Regions from separate parts of the Macaca mulatta genome. Here region 1 is linked to region 2. Evidence: chromatin contacts called from public Hi-C data. All regions are on one chromosome and are shown on one strand. The core of a region is the stretch at or near the end of the contact, and the rest is flanking DNA. Distances in the headings are between cores, read along the strand shown. Region 1 has its middle 230 kb from the start of PHYHIPL. Region 2 holds the start of PHYHIPL (phytanoyl-CoA 2-hydroxylase interacting protein like).

Evidence for each region. Hi-C and Micro-C count contacts between places; a contact is called where the count stands out from the background.
Region 1: a Hi-C map of liver shows a contact between it and region 2, with 16 times the contacts expected there. The contact joins the enhancer-like site here to the promoter of PHYHIPL in region 2. A contact is called at or near these places in 4 of 14 Hi-C or Micro-C datasets (fetal cortex germinal zone, fetal cortical plate, fibroblasts and 1 more).

Annotation. Positions count from the first base shown.
Region 1 is chr9:90,866,123-90,872,096 of T2T-MMU8v2.0, forward strand. No RefSeq gene overlaps it. Among named protein-coding and RNA genes, the nearest start is that of PHYHIPL, 230 kb to the left of the region's middle. Within about 2 kb of position 2,344, at least 6 of the 40 cell types and tissues checked have an H3K27ac peak or open chromatin away from gene starts, as enhancers often do.
Region 2 is chr9:90,639,898-90,645,953 of T2T-MMU8v2.0, forward strand. It overlaps PHYHIPL (phytanoyl-CoA 2-hydroxylase interacting protein like), which reads right to left and starts at 1,999. Exons shown (of 5, transcript XM_015147585.3): 1 at 1,651-1,999. The coding sequence starts at 1,756.

The sequences.
Region 1 (5,974 bases), core at 1,094-3,593, 230 kb after region 2:
AAAAGAAAGACGTAGAAACCAGAATCCCTCTTCCCTAAGGCGAGTTATAGGAACTAGAATCTTTCTCTTCCCAAAGCAAACCATAAAACCTAGAAAAGTTATTCTTTCCCTTCTCCCTTTTTTACTGGTGGCAAATCCATATCCATACGGGTCTCCAGCAATCTCAATTCTTGTCTCCTCAGAAGAAAGAATTCAACCAAGGGGCATAAGGCAGAAGACAAGACCAAGGCAAGTTTTAGAGCAGGAGTGAACATTAATTAAAAAGGTTTAGATCAGAAATTAAAGGAAGTAAAGTACACTTGGAAGAGGGCCAGGCAGGTGACTTGAGTTTGTGCAGTTTGACCTTTTGACTTGGGGTTTTGTACATTGGCATACTTCTGGTGTCTTGCATTACTTCTCCCCTGATTCTTCCTTCAGAGCAGGCTGCCAACGTGTGCAGCAGCCTGCTAGCACCTGCAAGGGGAACATGCACAGTGTGTTTACTGGAGTTGTAGGCATGTTCCCTTGAGGTATTCTTCCCTTACCAGTCTAGCATTCCTAGAGGAAGGTCATATACCAGTTAAACTCTGCCATTTTGCCTCTTAATGTGCATGTTTGAGCCCACTCACCAAACTCCTGAAATCTTATTGAGAAGCTGCCACTCACCAGTTTCAGATTTTTTTCCATCTGTTGGGAAACTACCCCTCCCTGGTGCCAGTTGTGACAAATTATTATTTTATAGAGAGAGTTAACAATTGTCTGACCATCACCTGATGGTCACCTGACATTCCATTCCTCATGTGTGTATGTGGGGAGGGGTGAACCCTCTCCTGCCCTGCTTATGCCTGACTAGTTACCTACTGAAACACCTTGAAGACCCTCATTCCAGAGGGGTCCTGCCCCATACCTGGGAAGAAGGAATGCTGCACAGAGAGGCCAAGAAGAATCTGAAGCGACAGGCCTTGCTGGGTTCTCCACCTGAGTCTGTTACCATTAGATCATACCCTTTTGTTCAATCACATTTCTACATGGCTGTCTATTCTTCAATAAACCTAAGCATAAAAACAGTTTTCTCTGGGTCTTTGGGTCTTCATTTCTGAAGCCTCCTATAATGTAAAACTTTGATGAAATATATTTATTATTATTTTCTCTTGTTAATCTGTCTTGTTATAGGAGTGTCGACCGTGACCCTTATGATGAGTGAGGAAAGCTATCACACCTTTTTTCTCCTGCAACTTCCCAGTCAAAAATGAGCCTATTCTCTCTTTTACTGTCGTGCCAGGCTTCTTCTTTTTTTTTTTTTTTTTTTTTTTTTTCCTCTGTCACCAGGCTGGAGTGCAATGGCGAGATCTCAGTTCACTGCAACCTCTGCCTCCCGAGCTCAAGGGATTCTCCTGCCTCAGCCTCCCGAGTATCTGGGACTACAGTCACACACCATCACGCCCAGCTAATTTTTGTATTTTTAGTAGAGATGGGGTTTCACCATGTTGGCCAGTATAACAGGCCTCTTTACTCACCAAGATGCCTGCTAACTAATCTGATAAAAATCAGCCTTATCAACAACATCATGGAGAAATCAAGAATTCTATGAAATCAGCGTTCTCCTTTGCATGGTCGATAGCCCCCATGAGATCTGGTTTCCTCATCTCCTATCACTCCCTGCCTGGTCCAATGCCGTAGTCATTCCAGCTTCTTTTATCTCCTGCACTGCTCTTTCCCCTCTCTCTCCCTATGCAGCTTCACAACTGCTGTTTCTTCTGCCTGAACCACTTCTCTCCCCAACTAATTTCCTGTCTGCTAAGCCAGCCCTCACTCATTCTCATACATCCAGTACTTCATGAGGAAGTTATTCCTGTCACTCCTCCTCCAGCACCCATGTTACACTGTCTAGTATGTACTTCTCAGTAGACTTGCATCACAGTGACAACTACTTGTTCAGTGGCTGTCTCATTCCTCTGGGGGATGAGAATCCTGAGTGCAGGGACTGTCTCTTTTGTTTATCTCTGTATCCCCAGCACTGAGTCCAGACCTGGAACACACTGAACATCAGACAAATAGTTGTTGAATGAATTAATCAGAGTTAGTGAGAGAAGAAATGCATGGTTTGCCCCAATGGATATATTGCCTTTCCAAGCACAGTTTAAAAGATGGTAATTGGGCAAGTACGGAGTTTCTCATCAAATTTAATAGAAACAGAGAACTTTGCCTAGGAGTACATGAGCCTACTGGTTGGAACAACACTTTTTTTTTCTTTAGTTTTTTTTTTAATGATCATTAAATTGTACCTACCTTGACAATGTGACCAGTATCATAGTGTGGTATCAATTTCAGACTATAATGCTAGTCTGCCATCTACTGGTGCTATGGGGTAGTACTGTGAAACCTCTGACAAGCATTTTCATTTTCTCTGGAATCTTCTGGGTTCCAGAAGCTAGGAGGGGCATAGATTCCAACAAGCCCAACCATTTCATTTTACCCAAGGGGAAACCATTTCCCACAGGGCATAAACGACCACCCTGGGCCATACAGCTAATCAATGGAAGGTCTGGACTCTAACCTAGGCCTCCTGACAAAATCAGCCTCTTGGTTCTTATTCTTAATTGTAATTCTGGATGCTAACTGCAGTACATCTGGTCAACAGTGTTGACCTTGACTTTTTCCAAAAGGAAATGGAACAATTGAGACTTGTTCAAGTTTACACGCCAGGAATCTTTTACCCCCTTGTATAAAGCTCATCACATCCCAGAAAGCGTATCTGCTTTCTGTCCAAGGATTTCCTGGATCTGAAAACAGCTGTACAGGGTTGTGTGGGAAAGACTAGTTTTACAAATCTTGGAATTTCGCACCAGAAAGTTAGGCAAAGATGTGGCGCAAGACGTGCACTGCCTGCCGTTAAATTGTATGCCATCAGCAAGATCCTGAGGGATTCGAAACACACCAGACGTTTGTGTTCCGAAAAGCCATGATCTTTAATGGAAAAACTGACAAACCATAATGGAAAGAGGTAGGAACTGCCATCCTAATAAGAATTGACAGGATCATTGTAGAGCCTTCCAGAAAGGCCTCCTCTGTTAATCTGGCAGAATCGGCTGCAGAAGCACTAGGTTTTCCAATAGGTACCTTAAAAGAAATTTTTTTTAGCTACCCCTAGGGACTAGATTTAACCATAGTCATCTTGTTATTGTGTGGTTTGCATGGAAACACTCCTGTTAACATTCCTGAGATCAATGCAGAGTCAAAACAAACCAAACATCCCAGCACCTGCCAGAAGAATTTCATCTTTCCTAACAATTCTCAGAACAGAGCACTTTAGGGACTGAACTTCTAAAACAAAGGAAAGAAAGAAGATGTGGCTGCCTGGAAGTTCTCACTGGCTACTTCAAAAAAATTTCTCTGGAACTCTTTGGCTCTGAATGTGTTTTTAAATTTTTTCTTTACTCAAAACAGTACCGCCAGCTAATGAACAGGTCCAGGCTGGTCATTTGGTTCCATAATTTGGAAAAGTAACACCTTTACTTCATATCTCTGGGACCATTGTTGCCCAGCGATCTGACAAAGGAAAAATACCGTCAGGTCCCAAGGGGTTTCGGATCAACTGGGGTACTATTTTAGTACCTTCACGGTTATAATAAAAACATGTTTCCTCTTGGACAAAAATAAGAACTAGCTAATATAAATATTAATATTTATTCAATTAAATCCTTCTCACGATCGTCTCCCTTCAAGTCTCAACCTCTAGGAGACCGAGACCATTGCTCACAGACATGATCTGGAATGTCAGTGGTTTACACCTGAATCCCTGTGTACCCTTTCCATCTCAACACAGTCCCCATGGACAATGGCACCATCTGGACATCAGAATTACAGAGGACTGCATCAAGGTAATAGAGACCTTTGCCCCTCAGTGACAGAAAAAATGAGAATGTTCATGTTTACTCAGAATTTTAGTGTGTGGTTTAAATGAGGACTGGGAGATCCAAATGAAGCACCCAAGGCCAGATGAAGGTTCTTGTGATTTGGACATTACTACTGCTCCCTTTTCTCTCCTAGGAAAGAACTCAGAATTCTTGGAAATTCTGGACCTAATTTGTGCTCTGGCTGTCCCCTGATGGCTTAGAGACACTGCTCAGTGCAAGTGACAATTCTCCCATTGCAAAACCCATCAAGGAGATGCAGGTGACTGGAGCCCACGGTTTCCCCTCACTACACCCCTCATCATTCCACATCTGCCAATATATTTCCTTTTATTTCCACCTACTTCTACTATTAGCTGCTGCACTTACTCTGAATTCATTTGCATCTCTTCCCTGACTCATCCCGTTATTTCTTAGTCATCTATCAAGATCAAACAGTTCAAAATAGCCTAGTAGATTTGACGTGAGACACAGCTCAATAAAGTTGTTGACTGGCCTTTATCCCCTTGCCTGGCCCTACAAGTAGGGTATGATGGTCATGGAATTTTCATGCTGAAAATAGCATAAACACTACAGTTTTGAGAATTTTCACATTTACCCCAAAATTTTGTCTTGCACAGAGCCTGACTTAATTTAGGTTTAGTTTAAATTATTTCAAAATAAATTCGTATCTTGAGTTTGTTCATATGGGCAATCTGATACAGTTGTTTCAAACGAAACAAACTAAAAAAAAAACAAAAAACATAGTAAGCACATAATAGTGTTTAAGTGCGGGCTCTGGCCCCAGACTGCTTGAGTTCACATTCGCCACTTCTGAGATGAATGGCCTGTTCAAGTTATTTAACCCTTCCAAAATCCAGCTTCTTCATTTATAAATGCAGATAATAATAGTACCTGCCCCATCAGACCATTAGGATTAAATGAGATAATACACAAAATACACTTAGCATAATGTCTTGTGCATTGTTGATTGTATTGTTTTTAAATATATAAAACTGCCATTATATATATATAAGACATTTCAACATACATCCTCTCATTTAACCCCGATAACCCAAAAGTATAGGTACCATCCCCATTTTGTAGGATGTTGGCTCACCTGTAGACATAACTTTCTGTCCAGCTTTTTCAAGGAGCGTTTGCTCAATCACATACTGTAGAATATGGAGGCAGTGTTCTCCTTATTCCATTGCCATCTCCAAACTATTGCTCCAGACTGTTGCTCCTGCATTCTCTTGCAAAAACCCCTACTCCATTGGGACTCATGCTTTTGGCTCTACCATCCTCAATTCCTCTTTGTCACTGTTGTCTACAAAATCTGAGGCTTCTACCCCGATCCTAATATCAATATCCTATGTGACTTTATTATCCATGGTAATACCCAACATCCTGGCTGCTCACTTCCTTGAACTCTTCATCTCCAGTGCTCTTCTCCTCTACTCCAAATTTTGGTCATGTGTTTTCATTGCCCTTCTTTGGGCCTTGATAGCACCCAGAACCATTGTCCTACCTTCAAAATCAATCACTCAGACACTTCCAAATTCTTATCATTTTAGATGGCTCATTGAGTTATTTCAATTAAACCAGTTCTTTGAATTCATTTGACTACCTTTACAATTTCTCACTTATCTCACTGACTCAGAATATCAATGTCCTCCTTCCTTCACATCCTTCCCTATCCTATTTATATTCAATATCCTGTTACTTCAACCATTTTTTTTATTAATTTTTTCAATTCCTCTGCCCACTATCCTTTTGTCACATTTACTTGGCCTCTCTCAGTGAACCCAACTATTGACCAAAGTTGCTGAGCATCACTGCAGAAAATGCAGCAAGGCAGAGTGTTGCCATGATGTGTTCATGTCAGCATCCTCAATAGGATGTAAAACACTGCCAAGAAATTTACAGAGTTTTCATCAGCTCTCCTATTCTCCGTGGTGAGGATTCCATACTTTTTCACTATCTTCAATCCTCCAACTTCCTCACACTCAAGGCAGATGGCATCAACTCCTACTTCATAGAGAAAATAGAGACATTCTGAGAGGAGATCCTCCAACTTCCTGCCACCACATTTACAAACC
Region 2 (6,056 bases), core at 749-3,248:
TTTGCTATATCATTGCAATAAATAAAAATGAAGTCTACTTTTATTATTCTTGTGTTTCTCTCAAACCAATCTAAGAAAATAAAAATATTTACAACTTGCAATGGTTAATTACCAAAAGTCATTTAATAAAAGTATAAACTAAAATCCAAATCACTTTCTATGTGTTATTAAAAATAATCTTTATAGTCTATAATCATGCAAGCTTACATATGGAATACCAAAATGATAAATTTTTTTAGATACCATAAATACGTGCACTTACTACCACGGTGACCAAAACAGTCTAAGAATAAAGGAAATACAAGCTGCCTTTGCAAGTGTATTTATTTATTCATATACTACACCTGTTTCAGAAATTAAAGTGGTTTTGGTTTCAAAAAGTTTGAATTCTGGTTTCAAAATTATTAAATATAAACTTATATTAATAAATATAAAATTTATTAATAAACAAATTCGGTGCTCGGTGCTCGCTTGATATAAACGTGCTGAATAGCAATGACCAACCAAGTGATTACCATTTAAATGACTTTGGAAACAAGACCTCTGCTCCCTATTTGGATTACGCTGATAAATTTTATGACCTTACTGTGAACGTATTAGCATCTGTACATAACTTTGGTTAAAGAAATGTTTTACAATCATTACCTTCATATACAGTTAAACATTAATTTCATTTATAGTCAAAAGTATTCGGGGCCCTCTTGACAACATGTGCACTGTGTTTCCTTTGTCAGATGTAGAATTTTACAGTCATTCGGCCAATCAATTACTAATCAGACGATTTCTTTACAAATGAAGTTTTGTTCCACATTACTGAAACAGCAGACTCTAACTAGTCCAACTAACCCAGAAGCGCTGTAACTAACCCCACTGCACACAGCACTAGCTTATGTCTTCAACGCTCAGACCTGTATTCAATCAATTTCCTTCTACAGGAGCCTGTCAACTTCAACAACAGAATAAACGATATAATATCAACACGCAATGGTACGTACTCGCCACATAGTCTGAATCACAGCACATATATTAGGCCAATATTTTCGACAGTCTGACTCAGAGCCCAAGAACCACGAAGATTGTGTCTGTCCTTGGTGCTGAAATGCACCGTTTTTCTGCGCCCTCACTGAAAAACTGTCATCCTAATCCCAATCCAAGAGTCTAAAAAGACTTGTTAATGTGAGGAGTCTGACGATGGGAGGTTTAAAAAAGAAAATAAGTTTCTGGAAGAGAATGCTAACTAGTGTGTGTGTGCTGGGGGAAGGGGGTTGCTAGAATCATCCCGAGGGCATTTCCCCTTCAGTGCCCGGCGACCCAGGAAATTCGGACTGCGGCAAAGATCGGAAACGCCTCGTCGGGGCAGGAGCCGCGAGCGGGAACGTCGCCCTCGTCCGGGCCAGGCGGGCGAAGCGGCGAAGGGCGCCACGGTTGTGGACGGCGACTTTCCGCGCCAAGGCGCGAGCCCCGGGGTCCTTTTGTTTCTGGGGTGAGGGGAGGGCTGTGGGCGGAGGGTAGCCCATATCTGCATTTATTTGCACAGAAGGGACAACAAAAGACCCTGCCGCCCTGGAGAGCGGCGTCGGCGGAGCCAGAGTGGCCCCGGCGCCTCGGCGCGGACTCGGTCCCTTTGCTCGCGGTCCCGGCCGCTCTTACCGTCCCGGTCGCACAGCTGAATGGCCTCCAGGCTGAGGTTTTTGATCACCTCCTCACAGGGGCTGGTGGGGCTGTTGAGGGCATGATCCAGGCGCGGAACCTCCATTTTTCCAACCCCCTTCTGAAGCCCGCCTGCTTCGTATCCAGGCTCTCTCTGCCGGCCGGGTGGGCAAGAAGGGCGGGAAAGGGAGGGGGAGTGGCAGAGGGAGGGAAGGAGGTCTGGGACGCGGTGATGCGGCGCCGAGGCTGAGGCGCCGGGCTGGAGAGCCGCCGCGAAGGCGACGGCTGTGGCAGAAGATCCGGGGAGTGTGCGGCTCTGAGAGACCGAGCAGGACCTGGCGCGAGGACTGGAGGCGCGCGCTCCCGGCGGGGAGGGGACGCAGCGCGCGGGGAACGTGAGGGAGAGGGCACGACGCGCGCACGCGCGAGGGAGAACGCGCCCACCTGCTGGCGCGCGACGGCCCCTCCCCCGCCCTTCTGCGCGCACGCGCCCCCACCTGCCCTCGAGCCACCAGCAAGGCAACCTCGCTCGTGAGGCGTCGGGCGACCAAGCGCGCAGGAATGGTGGGCGCTGTACGCCGCCCGGCTGCCTTTCCCTCTCTCCTAGTTATAGCCATTTGGCGTCTTCTGTCTGCTCTTGGTGCGTGGCGAAGCCCGAGTTGGCCCTGAGGCGTCCGCACGGGGAGGCGAGGGCGAGCATATTGGTTGTTTATGAAGAATTGGAAAAATAAGGGCCCGGACTCTTCGGACTCTCTGTACGGTATTGGGGTGTGGGAGCCACCTCCTCCCCTGAAGGTCCCAGGATACTCGCTGCCCGAACCCTGCGGGCTCGGCCGGACATTCCTCGAAAACAGCTGCGTCTGTGTGAGAAATGAGCGGATTACCTGAGGCGTGGGGGGGTTTAGAGACAGCATTTTGCTGGTCCCCGACCCTGAGGCGGGGCAAACGTGGAACTCCTTATTGCCAGAAAGGTGACGGAATGAGGAGATGCCGCAAGCCTGCTGAAAAGGCGGCGGGGCCAACAGCCACGGGACCAACAGCCACGCAGCCTGCCTTCGCCGTGTAGCTTCATTCATTCATGCATGTAGCAAATAAGTATTCAATGCTCACCCTATGCCATTGTTCTGGGCGTCAATAAAGGGAGGATAAACAGCACCTGCTCCCATGGATTTGGAAGGGATATTTGCTACAACAGCTAATGAAGATTGACTTGTGCTTCCTCAAGCTACCCTAAATTTGTATGCCCGTTGCTTTTAATTGCATTTAAGATTCTGCAGCGTACTTAGTGGATGTGCAAACGTTTTAAAAATAAAATAGAGATCACAGCCTATTGACCTCTGTTCCCATTTGCTTCTTTGGAATAGTTTTTAGTTTGGTTGCTATCTCGGGATCAAAAATAGTGTCCCCTCTTTTCTTAATGTGCTTGTAAAGTAATGTAAGTTCCCTTTTATTGATTTTCCATTTCACACATAAATGTTAACCAACAAGTAACAGTTTACACATAGATGTCTGTATACTACTCTTTTTAGTCACATCCTTTCAGCCATAACATGATGAAGTCTAGTTAATTGAAGCTTCAATAATGGAAGGACCAGCTTAAAGTAAACCTGTGAAAAATCTTGGCACAATTGAAATTTCATAAATACCTGTGAAAGATAATTAGGCATCTTACAGTGAAAAGTCTTCATTGTGAACTTATTAATGAAGATGGATGTTTTCAAAGTTTGAAAGAATTCTTGTTTTAAGGTAGGGGTGTCCCCAAGGAGAGGGTAAATTATTACCTGTCAAAGGATATGACGAGAGTACTTACTGGTGAATTTTCTGTGTTCGAAAGCCTGGCTCTGTAGGACTAGAAATTGGTATTGTAAGCCCAAGAGTGGGTTCATTTTTTAGAGTAGTCTTAAATTTATAAATCTCAAAAAAGGAACTGTGTAAATTAGAATAACAATTTACTGATTTACAAGTAAGAAATACGACATGCATTTAATAAAAACTCATGTAAATATTTATTAAGTACCTATGTCCAGGACACTGTGCTATGTGTTGGAAATTTGGGTTTCAAATTTATAAAGAAAGATATATATTGAAAAAGTAAAAGTAGGATGGGTGTTAAGAAAGAGGAAGTATGGGAGCTTGTAGAAGCACACACGAGGTTTATAACCTAGACTAGATGGGCAGGAAGATCTCCAAAATGATTTTATCTTAAGGGAATGAGAAATTATTAAAAGGTTTTAAATAGGAAATTAGCATGATCAGATTTGTTGGCTAGAATATTTGTGTAATAAGAAAGGGTAATGTTTCAAGAAGTGTATTAATGTCACTTTCTGGGTATACAACCTAGTCAGTCCAAAGCACCTGTCTGCTGAGGATTTGGATTCTTGTATAAAAAATACAAAAGAAATATTTACTATTTAACTTTTGATATTCAATATAGGATTTTTTAAATCGAGTTTTTAAGCTTAAAATCAAGTCATTGTCAAGACATAAAATGTAAATTTGTTTATGGTTCAACATACCAAGGCTAGGCCTGGTGGACGAAATGATAGGATTTCTCCCATAGTGAAGACAAGGTATCTTAGTCCACTATGAAGGATTTAGCCAGAGATTGATATAAGGAAGGTGGTGGCTATGAAGTAGGTAAAGTAGAAGAAAATCCTATTCTCTTTGGGTTGGAGAATTATGGGAAAGGGGTAGAAGATATCAAGAAAGGCAACCAGAAACATTTTTACTATTCCCACCCTGAAGATATAGGGTGACTTTAGAAATATCCAGGTTGGTGTGGGAAAACTCAAGGACAGAGAAATTACTTTCCCAATTATTAGATATCTGGGAAGATATCAGGCTGAATAGGGACCATATTCCAGTAACCTTGAACAGGGCAGAGACAGGGTAGGCGTTGACTTTCCAGAGTGCTGTAAGTTTCTATATACTGTTGAGACTCAGAAAACAATACCCTCCTCCTCCACAAAAAAAAAAAAAAAAAAAAAAAAAAGCCTCTGTAGTAAAAGTTTTTCCTCTCATCTTCTGACCTCCAGCCTCGGAGTCTCATTTTCCCCTGAGGCTAGCTATAAGAAACTAGAATCCCTGTTCCCCAAGGTTGGTTATAGAAACCACAACTCCTTTTCCCCAAAGCCAGCAATAAAATCTAAAAATATTCCTCTAACTTTTCTTCTGCTTTTCTGTGTAAAAACTGGCCATAAAGAAATTATCTTACCTACCTTGTTTAACTGAAGGTCATAAGATCCTCATTCCAGAGAGGGCCCTGCCACATAGCCAAAAGGAAGAAGTGCATGCTCAGAGAGGTCAAGAAGAATCTAGACAGACAGGCCTTTCTGGGTTTCCCTATTCGATCTATTAGTATTAGGTCATATTCCTTTTGTCCAGTCATATTTCTTCATGACTCTTCATACCTTGTTGAACCTAAGAATTAAAATGGTCAGTTTTTCCTGTGTCTTTGGGTCTTCATTCTGAAGGCTCCCCTCTGTTGGAAATGTGGTGTTCAAATTTCATGTAAAACTATAATCAAGTAATTTTGTATGCCTTTTCTCCTATTAATCTGCCTCTTGTCAGTAATTTTCAGCTAACCTTCAGAGGGCTAAGGGGGAAGTGTTCCCTTGGCTCCAATAGTACTCAGAAGGTGGTTGAGTTGAGAACTATTCAATCTTCTCTGAAGTTTTGTGTTAAAAGAGCAAGGTGACCCTTTAGCAAAGAATAAAGGTTTAGAGTGGACCTTCTAAACCAGGGGTGTCTAAAGTACCAAAGAGATGAGACCCATCCGTCAGAGATGGCTGCCAGACCCTGAAGCACAGACCATGAGTTTCTCTAGCTACCAACTTCAAGTAAAAGACCTGAAGCAACTAGGCATATGAGGAATGTCACCTCAGAGACCAGGGGAGGCTGAAGGAATTGTTCAAACCCAATGACCCTTTGTCCCAATGCCTCAAGTAATGGTATCTAGGGCTATCTGATATTTCCATATACTATCTAAAACAGGATGTAAGGAAAAGGTGGAAATCTTAGAGACCAAGGTTCTTAACCTAATGAACCTGAACTTTAAGGAACTGCTTAAAATACCAAATGAACCCAAGTTTCTGGGTTAGAATAAAAACACATTATTTCCCCTCCCCTGTTTGTCAGTGACTGAGATTTCATGAAGATAATCAAATCAGTTTAGACAGAATGAAAATTCTACCTTTTTATACCTAAATTGCAACGTAGTTGCAATCCCCATACACTCAACATCACTTAATCATTATCTTGAGATGTCCGCTATTGCAATCAAAATCCTACCAATCATTCAAGCCCCAACTCATATGCTACATTCTTTTGAAATGATTCCCTCTGCCAAAAACCTTTATGTTGTATTTCTGTGGGGCTTTATAGTTCTCTTACAGACATCATGTTAT